Linked DNA regions of Mus musculus: region 2 is linked to region 1. The links are chromatin contacts, called in public HiChIP or PLAC-seq maps. All regions are on one chromosome and are shown on one strand. Each heading gives the region's core, a stretch centred on a gene start, on an enhancer-like site or on the middle of the called end of the contact. The rest is flanking DNA. Distances are from core to core; before and after follow the strand shown.

The links. HiChIP or PLAC-seq counts read pairs in DNA pulled down with a chosen protein or histone mark.
Region 2: a contact with region 1 is called in an H3K27ac HiChIP or PLAC-seq map of embryonic stem cells, with 4 times the contacts expected there. The contact joins two enhancer-like sites. A contact is called at or near these places in 1 of 39 promoter capture datasets (hippocampal neurons), 5 of 484 Hi-C or Micro-C datasets (the C2C12 cell line, cortical neurons, cranial neural crest and 2 more), 5 of 115 datasets of contacts at active chromatin or transcription factors (embryonic stem cells and trophoblast stem cells) and 1 of 9 other capture datasets (embryonic stem cells).

What each region holds. Positions count from the first base shown.
Region 1 is chr14:105,311,078-105,316,539 of GRCm38.p6, reverse strand. No RefSeq gene overlaps it. Among named protein-coding and RNA genes, the nearest start is that of Gm24207, 37 kb to the right of the region's middle. Within about 2 kb of position 2,484, at least 16 of the 459 cell types and tissues checked have an H3K27ac peak or open chromatin away from gene starts, as enhancers often do.
Region 2 is chr14:105,866,982-105,872,443 of GRCm38.p6, reverse strand. No RefSeq gene overlaps it. Among named protein-coding and RNA genes, the nearest start is that of Spry2, 27 kb to the left of the region's middle. Within about 2 kb of position 2,008, at least 24 of the 459 cell types and tissues checked have an H3K27ac peak or open chromatin away from gene starts, as enhancers often do.

The DNA.
Region 1 (5,462 bases), core at 1,235-3,734:
TGAACGGCATGTCGCTGGCCCCTTGATTTGATCTTGAAAGATACTGTCTACTAGAAACGTCAAACAGGCTACAATCACGCAATCCAATCAGCATGGTTTCCCAAATAAGTCCTGAATGAGGACAACACTAAGGGACATTCTGACACGGAAGGAAGGACCTCAACCCTAGACAAGGACTGTGGGCAACTGGGCAATGCTGAGAGTGGTCTCCCCAGGGAAGAGTCCCACAACTGGTTCTCCAATACCAAGTGGTCAGCACTGAGATCACATACATTCAAGTAAATTATACACATTCAGCAGGTTGTATAACAACAACTAAAGATGATTATGGATTTGAGAGAAGAAGAGAGGTTCATGGGGGCACTAGAGTAAGGAAAAGGGAGGGGGATGGTATATAATTTCAAAAAAATATTAACATTTTTAAAAAGAGAAGACACTACGTTCAAGATACATAGAGACTATGATTATACTAGAGACCTGACCCCAGGCAGAGAGATGAGGCATGAATAGAACGACTGAGACCCACAGTGAGGCTCAAATGAAGTGGGATGAGAATCGGAAAGGTAACTAGCTCCTTCTGAAGAATATCAAAAGAGGCAAACAGAATGCAAGAGTCAGATGACTCCTTAGGGTGAGAGGGGTGCTAGATGGGAAGAAGAGCAAAGAGCGACGGAAACAAGCTGCATGTGAGAATGCCAGAATGAAACCTACTACCCTGTCAGCAAATGTAAAGAATACACCAGGGGCTGGAGAGACGGCTCAGCTGTTAAGAGACCTGCTGTTCTTCCAGAGGACTGGTGTCAGACTCTAGGACCCTCTTCTGGCCTCTGCAGGCACTCTCACACACATGTATATACACCCCCACACACGTAAGTAAATATCAAATCTAAAAATGACACCTTACAAAAATAAAAACATTTAATGATTAATAAGCCTCCCACATATTTCTATTTACTCTTTAAGACCTAATTTTAGCCCTGTTTCAAGCAAAAGGTACCTGAAAACTTCGAGTTCAATTGTTCTAACCCATATATATATACATATATATGTATATATATATATATGGGTTATACGTATATATATATATATACATATATATGGATATATGAATGTGTATGTGTGTATGCATGTGTGTGTGTGTGTGTGTGTGTGTGTGTGTGTATACACACACACACATACAACTTCTCCCTTAACAAACACATTTTCCAGTTTATAAATGAAACTTCTTTTAAACTTAAGAGCTAAAGGTCAGAAAACATCTTTCTATCCACAGAGACCCGGGTAGCAGAATTGATTCCACCCATTGCTGAGTTTTCTGAGTTCTGTGGTAAGCATTGAGAAAAATACTAAATTAAAGATATAAAAGTTGATAATCAAAGAACTATCTTAATCGGATTGACAGAAATGATATTTGGAGTGAAAATATTAAGATAGGAGGAAAGAGAAAGACTTCCCCCAGAGCCATGGTAGAGAAACTTCTTTTTTAATGTGTGGGTGTATGTATACACATGTGTGTGCAGATGCATATGAACATGTTGAACTACTTTTAAAGGTAAAACAGGGGATAGAGTATAAGATATATTTATACACAAGTAAAACCATCATTCCTTCAAATACCATAAGCAGGCACACTTGACCATGTTTACTGGACCTGAATTATCACCATAGTGGAGACTAACAGACATACCCTTTCATTTAAATGTTTCCTTTTTGAAGTAAAGATGTTCGTTTAAATCCAAAGTTAACCCTCAGTAACAGAAGCTGCACAGGAAATCCAGCTTGGAATAAGAAACAACGTGTTGATGTCCTACTCACTCCCCTATCCAGGACTTCAGGGCACTGTCTCATTTGTACATAAAAGAGTTACATCAATCCACAGGAAATCCACAGGCTGGCCAGAGGGCCCCCTTTTCAGAAGGATCTGTGAGCCTCCTAACAGCTGAAGCTAGAATGCTTTGTTGCCTCCATGTGTAACAGTAGCAAAACAAAAATGTCACATAAGCAACTTTTGCTTTAATTCTGATTGTAACAAAGAAGAATAAACAGTAGTTTAATATGATCCTAGGCACCCTGACTTTCAAAGTTACTTAAAGATATGATGGTGTCACACAATAGCTTATTTCAGCTTTTGAAGGTAAATGTTAAGCTAACCGGCAGGTCAGGAAGAACAGCCATTTGATGGACGGATGCTTATCTTGGGTCTCCTGGAACCTCAGGTCCCTGACTGTGCTTCCCAATAAACAGGCAAGAAGTCGGAGGCTTCGGTTAAGCATTGTGTCTAAACTTGTTTTGGAGTACCAAGTCACTCCTTTCCGTAACACAAAGCTGCCTGTCACTGTAAACTACAAGGATGGGGAGGGGAAGATGCCAGTAGAAAGAAATCCTATGTGTTCAGTCAGAAAAATCGCTGGTGTGAGGGAGATAAACACTCATGTTCTTTTTAATCACAATGGAGAAAGTAAGTGACATTCTGTCCCAATACTGCCACACTCTGGTCATTTGGCTCTACAGTCACGTCATAGGTAGTGAGGTATCAAAACTAGAAAGGTGTTCAACACCTAATTCATAAGGCAAGGCCTCAAACTAAAAACTGCCTAAGTCCTACAACCTAATTTTATATGCCTTGAAATCTTACATACGTGTGCTAATTTCCTCGATTTTCTATCACATGTGTGCAAAGAGCGAGGACTCCCGGCAACACGTCAGTCCACAACTTCAACTCAGAAAATGGACTGTCACTGGGGCAGACTTACGGGGCCGGGGCTTCTGGATACTGCGTCTGGGATGTTAACTTTGCAAACACCTCCAATTGATCATGTAGGGCGCATGGCATTGACTAGTAACCTCTGCCCTGGAGAAAGGTCTTTTAAGAATCATTCAAACAAGGTTTCACCCCTGGAGTTTCTAAAGATTAGAGAAATGTCTTTTCAAAGACTCTTCATATGTCAAACAATAAAACTTTTTAAGTGTAAAATGCACATTTAAAATATCTTTAAGTATTTTAAACACTATTTTCTTTTTAAAGTTAAAGCTTTTGGTGATGGAGAGAAGGCTCAGTCATTGCTGCTCTTCCAGAGAACACGTGTTTAAAAGTTAACTCACAACCACCTATGAACCACAGACCCCAGGACCCAGCACCTCTGGCCTCCGCAGATGACACATAACTCAAGATGAAGTAAACCTTATGTTTTATGCTCATAGCTGTCAGTGAGCTGATGTTATTTATTACTTAAAGTCTTCATCAAACCCCTTCTGCCAGGGCTCAGGAGAGGCAAAAAGAATGTAAAAGCCAATAGTGATGGAAGACACCAAGGAAACATGGCCTTGATTATGTACACAGCAGGGCTGATGCACATGCAAACTCAAGAGAGCCCATGACAGCACACACAGGGTCTGCACAGGTCCAAGCCACACGGGGTCCCAGTGCTGAGCCGGGAAGTGAGCACAGCCCTCATCCACACCCCAGAAGCTGTCTCCAAATGTCAACCACTTCACCAATGGAGTCTCAACCAGGGTAGACAAACCACACTCAAGGGCAGTCTCATTGCCCAGGAGGAGAAGTCCAACACAAAATGAACTCAGTGGTATTTCCATAGACTTTTTGTCTTGGATTGCTTTGGGCATTTTTATTCACCTTACATGCTTTTTGCTTATGTAGTATGGCTTTGGATTTTCTCTTTACGGTGTGTATGTGCGTGCATGTGTGTGTGTGTGCTCATATACACTCACACACACACACACACACAATGTTGATTTTCCTACTTTCTCCCCACCTCCATTTATTTTATCTTGTTCGTATCAAGGCAAAAGCCTGTTTTCTAAAGAGAGTGAAAGGCATGGAGTGGGTGGAAGAAGAAAAGGGGCTGGATAAAGGAGAAGGAAACAGGTCAGAGTCCACCACATGACAAAGAAATTATTTTCAATTAAAAATACGTCATACTCTATCACAACCCATTCTGTCAGGATGACTGACTAGCAATGCCTGGCAGCAATGGAGACTCTGGATCTCAATGAATGCACAGCAATTAGAATTTCACAGCCCAAATCACATGTCTCAACCAAACCACTCAGAACTCAGAAGGCTGACAACCTATTTTGTGAGAAATACATTTGCACAATGTACACACAACTCTGCAGAAGCCACACTTTCCAGTACGGTTATTTGCTACTCGCCATATTCTACATGAAGTGGCTGCTCTCCAGAATTCATCTGAGCCTAAGCTAATTTGTAGAACTTACTACTCTTTGGTAAAGCCAAGAGAAGAAACTGCTTCTTCATGTCCCGGAAGTGATAATTTAATTAAGGTGAACACACCTGACAGGGGTGGGGAGGAAAATGGAGAGAGAGAAGGGTGTGTGTATGTGTGTGTGGTGTGACTGACAGAGTGATGGAGAGTACCAGACCCAGTAGCTCTCTGCAAAGAGAGACCAGCCTCTATTTCCTGCCTGTCTTCTTGATGGCTTCTCGAATGGTTTCCTCCGGTTTTAGGTTTGTTTTCTGGGTGGGCAGAGCACACACAAATGACGGCCTATGCCTCTGCATGTGTGTGAAAGTCAGGAGACAACTTATAAAGTGTGGCTCTCTCTCTCCTCCATGGGGGTTCAGGAGCTCAAACTCAAGCCGTCAGGCACCACTACCTTCAGAGACATCTTGCCAGCGCCCGGACTGGAGTTTTAAAAGTGGTTTTCATTGAAATCATGGGGATTTGCTTTTAAGAAGCAGACAGCACGACCCTTCAAAATAAAAGCAAACAAAAATGCATCAGCTGAAAGCATCAAGACAGTAAAGCGTGGGACGGGAAGGAGCTCGAGGAGAGGGCTTGTCCTGCTTACACAAGAAGCCAGAGTCTTGCTCCTACACCAACAAAACCAAGGGGAGAGGGGAAGGGAAGAGAGGTGAGGATGTGAAAGGAGGGGAGGGGATTGATACATGAGTTGAAAAATCAACAGTTTGCACTTTTACTGTTGCAACATAAAAACAAAAGACATCTTCAAGGCGAGGTGGTATGCTTATATGTACTAAACACCTATATCCTAGAAAAATAAATCCTGCAAGATTAAACAATGCGGCACATGCCAACCTGGGTCCACATTGGAGTTGCTTCTGCCTCAGATCTTGAATACGGTACACAAACATGGCAAAGAGATCAAGGTGGTGACAATATACTTAGACTCTTGTTTTAAAAAGGATGACATTTTCACCCACACATTTTATTAACAAACTACACAACATTCCGTTTCCTTATATAGGCAAGTGCACTGTTGAAATGACAAATGGCAGAATGTCATCTAACAGGTGAAATGATGAATGGCAGAATGTCACCTAACAGGTGAACCTTATCAAAAAGGATATCTTAAAAATGCTAATATTTCACGGCTACTTAATGAGCAATCCCAATGATATAATTAAAACCTAAATTCCGTTTATTAAATATTATAAACTATAATCAAATATAACTTCT
Region 2 (5,462 bases), core at 759-3,258, 560 kb before region 1:
ACACAGGAGTTTTAAAATAGCATTTTAAGAAAATTGTCGTTTTTCTATATACTATGCCAAAATTAGTTCTTTTTCCCCTTTCTATGTACTATTTATTTATTTATTTATTTATTTATTTATTTATTTATTTTCTTTTTAAAGTCAGGGTCTCACCAGATAGTTCAGGTTGGCCTGAGACTCAGAGACTCACTTGTCTTTGCCTCTGCCTCTCCAGCACTTGGATTTAAAGCCACGTACTACCATGTCCCAGCCTGGTTTCCTAAGGTGCAATATGGACTCCAAAACCATTTGAACTTTTCATATTATCTTCCAGTAAAATTCATTTTAATGGACATGTTACATTTTCTTTCAAGAATGTGAACATATTTCAAAATATAACACAGTATCTTTGTGATAAAGTTTATCTGGCATTAATGTAATTCTTCTGCCTGTACATAATGATCAAAGTCAAAGCTTTGGGGAGGAAACCCTTGGGGTATAAGTTCCTGCCCAAAGCAACACTTGCTCTTCGTAAGGAAAATTTGAGTTGAATCTCTGCCTGTCTCCTTATTGATCTCCCACACTGTTAGAAAAGATACCAACACGTTTTAAACTGGAGCACATCTGTTTTTAACAGGTGGGGGAAGCAGGAAGATAGGGGCTGAGGGTGTGGGAGGGGTTTTCTTATCCTGCTGGACTCAACTTCTTAAATTAAGATAAACTTTAACATGCCTGGACTGCCTTTTGCTGAGCATGGATCAAGTATGAACACGGCTGGTGCACACATTTAGTGACAGATTCTCTGGGGTAAAAGTTCAAATTACTGAGAAGAACCCCCACTCTGTGTCTAGCATGGCTGCCTCGCCCCTAACACTGGCACATGGGATCCTCGCTGCCTGTCTTTTGAGAAAACCCTATCTCTGTCCACGAGCCAATAAAAACCTTCCTAAACATTTGCCAGCGTTTTTACAGGAAAACTTTAATTCTTCCTGCAAAGAGCAGCGGACACGAAGGGACTTTTAACATCCCTATTTAGATGGTTACTTGAATATTTCTGGTTGTCTGTTGTCTGTCTGTTTTTACAAGCAAAGTATATCTCATCATTAATGCTTCTTTAAAAAATGTTTAATAAATCAGAAGCAAAATTTAGTGGAAGAACACAGTTAAGCATTTTTAAGAAAGAGCACTATTCTTTAGTGAACACAACTATTTCCAAGAATAACAATTCTTAAGCATTTTTGTTTTTGCTTTAAAAAAAAAAACAAGAGCATAAAAATGTGTCTCATAAATCACTGAGCTGTGTAAATAAGGAAGCCTCAGAGATTCTTGTGGAAGAAAAACACCATTTTTAAATTTATCTACTCGGAAGAACAAACATATTATATCAGAATGCAAATAATTATAAAGTCACAACTAATTTCTTCCTCCATGTTAGGCTTTTGAACAATTTCCAAGTTTTTCTCACCGTAAATATCTATAACTTAAGACCACTCTTTTAATTTACGGGATGAGGAAAGGTATTTTTTCTTCCGAAAAGCTGTCATAACTAGTTTATAAATTTGTTCAAGTTAGAAGCCAGAGTTTTCATAATTAGATGATTAATGAGTGTTTCTTTAGTGTATGGGTCAGGTAGGGGTCTGAGTTAAAGATTTCCTAGGGTCCGTGGGAAGGAAACTCTATCCTCCCATCTCCTTCTCTTGCCTGGGCAAGATGTAGACATTGCTCCCCAGTCCTTGAACGCAGCAGTCATTTGGAGCCCTGACCTGGAAAAGGGCTGAGCCTCACCCTTTCCCACAGAGAGTTTCTGCAAGCTTTCTTCCTCAAACTCACAACTGATACTTGAAACGTGGCTGCACAGAATTCTCCCCAAGGAGTGAGTACACGCGTTCCACACGCTGACCTCTCGAAACACAGCTGCCCCTGTGCTCCTTCGCTCGCCCTCCAAACTTCCTGGAGCAACACTGCTCAGCTGTTACTCCAACTCTCCTTAGCCTGGAATTTCATCTTATTCCTCTCCCCAGATGTAGACTCCTATGTGAATCTCACGTTCTGGGAGAGCCTTTTCCCAGATTCCTCGGCCAGACGTCGGCTGGCTGCCCTAGCCTCTCACAATGCCAGCTTACCTTTGCTACACATTAGATTTTCCCCACAACCCCAGCATCAGTTTATGCTGGCTCCCTCTCTCCCCCTCCCCCTCTCATTCTTTTTGTGTTTTGCCGAACAGTGATTGAACCTAGACCCTTACATATACAAGGCAAGCAAACATTCTATCACTAAGCTACAACCAAAGCCGACTATGATACTTACTTTTTTTTTTTTTTCCTTTTGGTTTTTTGAGACAGGGTTTCTCTGTGTAGCCCTGGCTGTCCTGGAACTCACTTTGTTGCCTCAAACTCATAAATTCGCCTGCCTCTGCCTCCTGAGTGCTGGGATTAAAGGTGTGCGCCACCACCGCCTGGCTCTAACTTGTTTTTTTTTTTTATACTAATCTTTTTATTGATGCATATTAATCATGCATAATAGATTTGATCATGTTATTTCGTACATGTATGTAACTAACGTATTTTGATCACGTGGCTCTTCTTGTCATACCCCCCTCCCCAACCTCCTCCCACAGATCCATTTCCTCTTCCTAAACGATCCCTTCCCCTCATTCCCACCCTCGCCCTACCTTCTTTTTTAAAACTTATTAGGGTTGCTTATGGAGCATGGGTGAAGGATGGTTTACAGGAACATGGATACCTGATAAGTGGCTCCACATTTGAAGACTTCTCTTCTTCCCCAGCAACTATTAACGGTGTGTAACTCCTCAAGGAGTCTTGGTCCTGCCAAGCACCACCTCTCTCTGTGACAAGAAGTTCAGCACTATGTTCAGCATTATGCAGGTTATCACGGTCCTAGCCTGTGGGAAGCCACATGTGCCGTTGCAGAGTGGCATTGACTACTGCTGGCCACCACGCATAAGTTTGGACAAACAACCAATGTGTACATATGCAGTAAAGTTTTTTGCAAAGACACTGCCTGGCCCGGGCATGATAATGAGGCTTTGAGAGTATAACCAATCAGATGTGAGACATGCAAATGAGGTATGATAATGAGGCTCTGTGAGGTACAGAGAGAGAGAGAGAGTAGCCAATCAGATGAGGAACATGCAAATGAGGCATAGTGCATAACCAATCCGGGTGTGAGACACGCCTCTCCTAGGCCTATATAAGCAGCACCAGTTCTGGGCTCAGGGTCTTTTCGCCTCTGCAATCAAGCTCTCCCAATAAACGTGTGCAGAAGGATCCTGTTGCAGCGTCGTTCTTGCTGGTCGAGTCCGGTGCGCAAGACTAGCCCACTTCATTTCCTTCCTTTAAAACAAACAAAAGAAACCAAAACAACAACAACAAAAAACCCTTTATATTATGTGTTTATTTAGATTTGTTTATTTTTATTTTATGAGTATGCGTGCTCTGCCTGCATGTATCTCTGTGCATACCCTGTGCATGCCTGGAGCCCACAGAAGAGAGATGATACCAGATAGTCTGGAATGGGAGTTCCACATAGTTATGAGCTATCATCTAAGTCCTGGGAACCAAATCCAAGTCCTCTGAGAGAGCTTGTGCCACAAGCTGGACCATCCCTCTAGCCCGTTCCCCTTCTCTACACAAGGCCAGAGGTAAGGTTTTAATGATCACTGAACTAAAACTAACTATAAAATACATGCTTTCAGTTCCAAGCACACCTCTGAATGGCCAACAAAAAGCTAACTGTTGTTGCCCGAACTCTTGTTATTATTTAAATGTATCATCTGTGTTCTTAATTTGTGCCATGTTGATTCCTTTACCCAGGCACTGTATTTATTACAGGTCAGGTCAGGCTGTGGGTGCTGCTCAGTTGTAGGTAGACTGTGAGCTTGACATGGACAAAGCTCTGAATTTAATCCATAACCAACCATGTTCTCCTCCAAAGAAGAAAACAAAACAAAACAAAACAAAACAAAACAAATACCAAAAAAACAAACACAAGGGCCAGCGCATACGCTGCTCTTGCAAGGGACTCCAGTTCATTTCCCAGTACTCCCGTGGTGGCTTGCAACCATCTGTAACTCCAGTCTCAGCGTGTCTGATATCTTCTTCTGACCTCTTTAGGCAACAGGCATGCATGTAATGGATGTACATACATGCTAGCAGAAAATAAACATGAAAAACAAAAATAACATGCAAAGAAAAATAAAATATTACAGTGTGTCTAGTATTGTCTGGCCATGGTTCCCTGGTTCTGTTCTGAACCCCCAAGGATCGCTTATCTTTGTATAATACTCCCTAGAATAAGCAGACTGAGTAAGAAATTGACTGGAAATTTGTTGAGTATATTCACAACAAACATGTTTGGTATTCTTTTTCTCTCTTGACTTTTATTGGTACTATTACCAAGCAAATCTTCTCAAGCAGACTACTAGTCTATAAATGGTAAAGATGCCATCTTGTTTTTGGAACTACTTAGTGGTACTACTGTAGCATTTTGTCTGTATTAAGGGCTCTATTTACTGGGTTAATGGCTTAATAGTGAATTTAAGTAATTTTCTTTTTTGATACTTTCAAGATATTAGGTTATCTAAGATTACCTAATCTTTTGTTTTTGGAGACAGGGTTTCTCTGTATAGCCCTGGCTGTCCTGGAACTCACGTTGTAGACCTGGCTGGCCTCGAACCCAGAAATCTGCCTGCCTCTGCCTCCTGAGTGCTGGGATTAAAGGCAAGATTACCTAATCTTGTGTGTGTGGGTGTGTGGGTGTGTCCGTCTGTCTATCTCTCTGTCTTTCTGTGTCTTCACCCATACTGGCTTGCCTGGAGGCCAGATGCTGCTGTTAAGATGTCTCCTCAGGGGCTGGAGAAATGGCTTAGCGGGTAAGAGTACTGACTGTTCTTCCTGAAGGTCCTGAGTTCAAATCCTAGCAATCACATGGTAGCTCACAACCACCTGTATTGAGATCTGACGCCCTCTTCTGGTGCATCTGAAGTCAGCTACAGTGTACTTATGTATAATAATAAATAAATCTTTGGACCAGAGCAAGCAGGGATTGAGCGAGCAGAGTTGACCGGAGTGAGTGGGACTGACCAGACCAGAGCGAGCAGAGGTCCTAAAAAAATTCAATTCCTAACAATCACATGAAGGCTCACAACCATCTGTACAGCTACAGTGTACTCACATAAATAAATAAATAAATAAATAAATAAATAAATAAATAAATCTTAGAACTGGAATTTAAAATTTCAACTAGACTGGCTAGGCAGGAGGGGACCCACCATCTCTTCCACCCTAGGGCTGGGGCTATAGCCACATGCCACCAGTCTTCCAAGGCATTGGTGAGGATCAGAACTGGGCTCTGCACACCTGTGCAGCAAGCACTTCACCCGCTGAAACTTTTTTTCCAAGACTTACTAGATACATGAACATACTCCACGTATTGGCCAGGAAGAGGTTAAAGGAAATAATGGA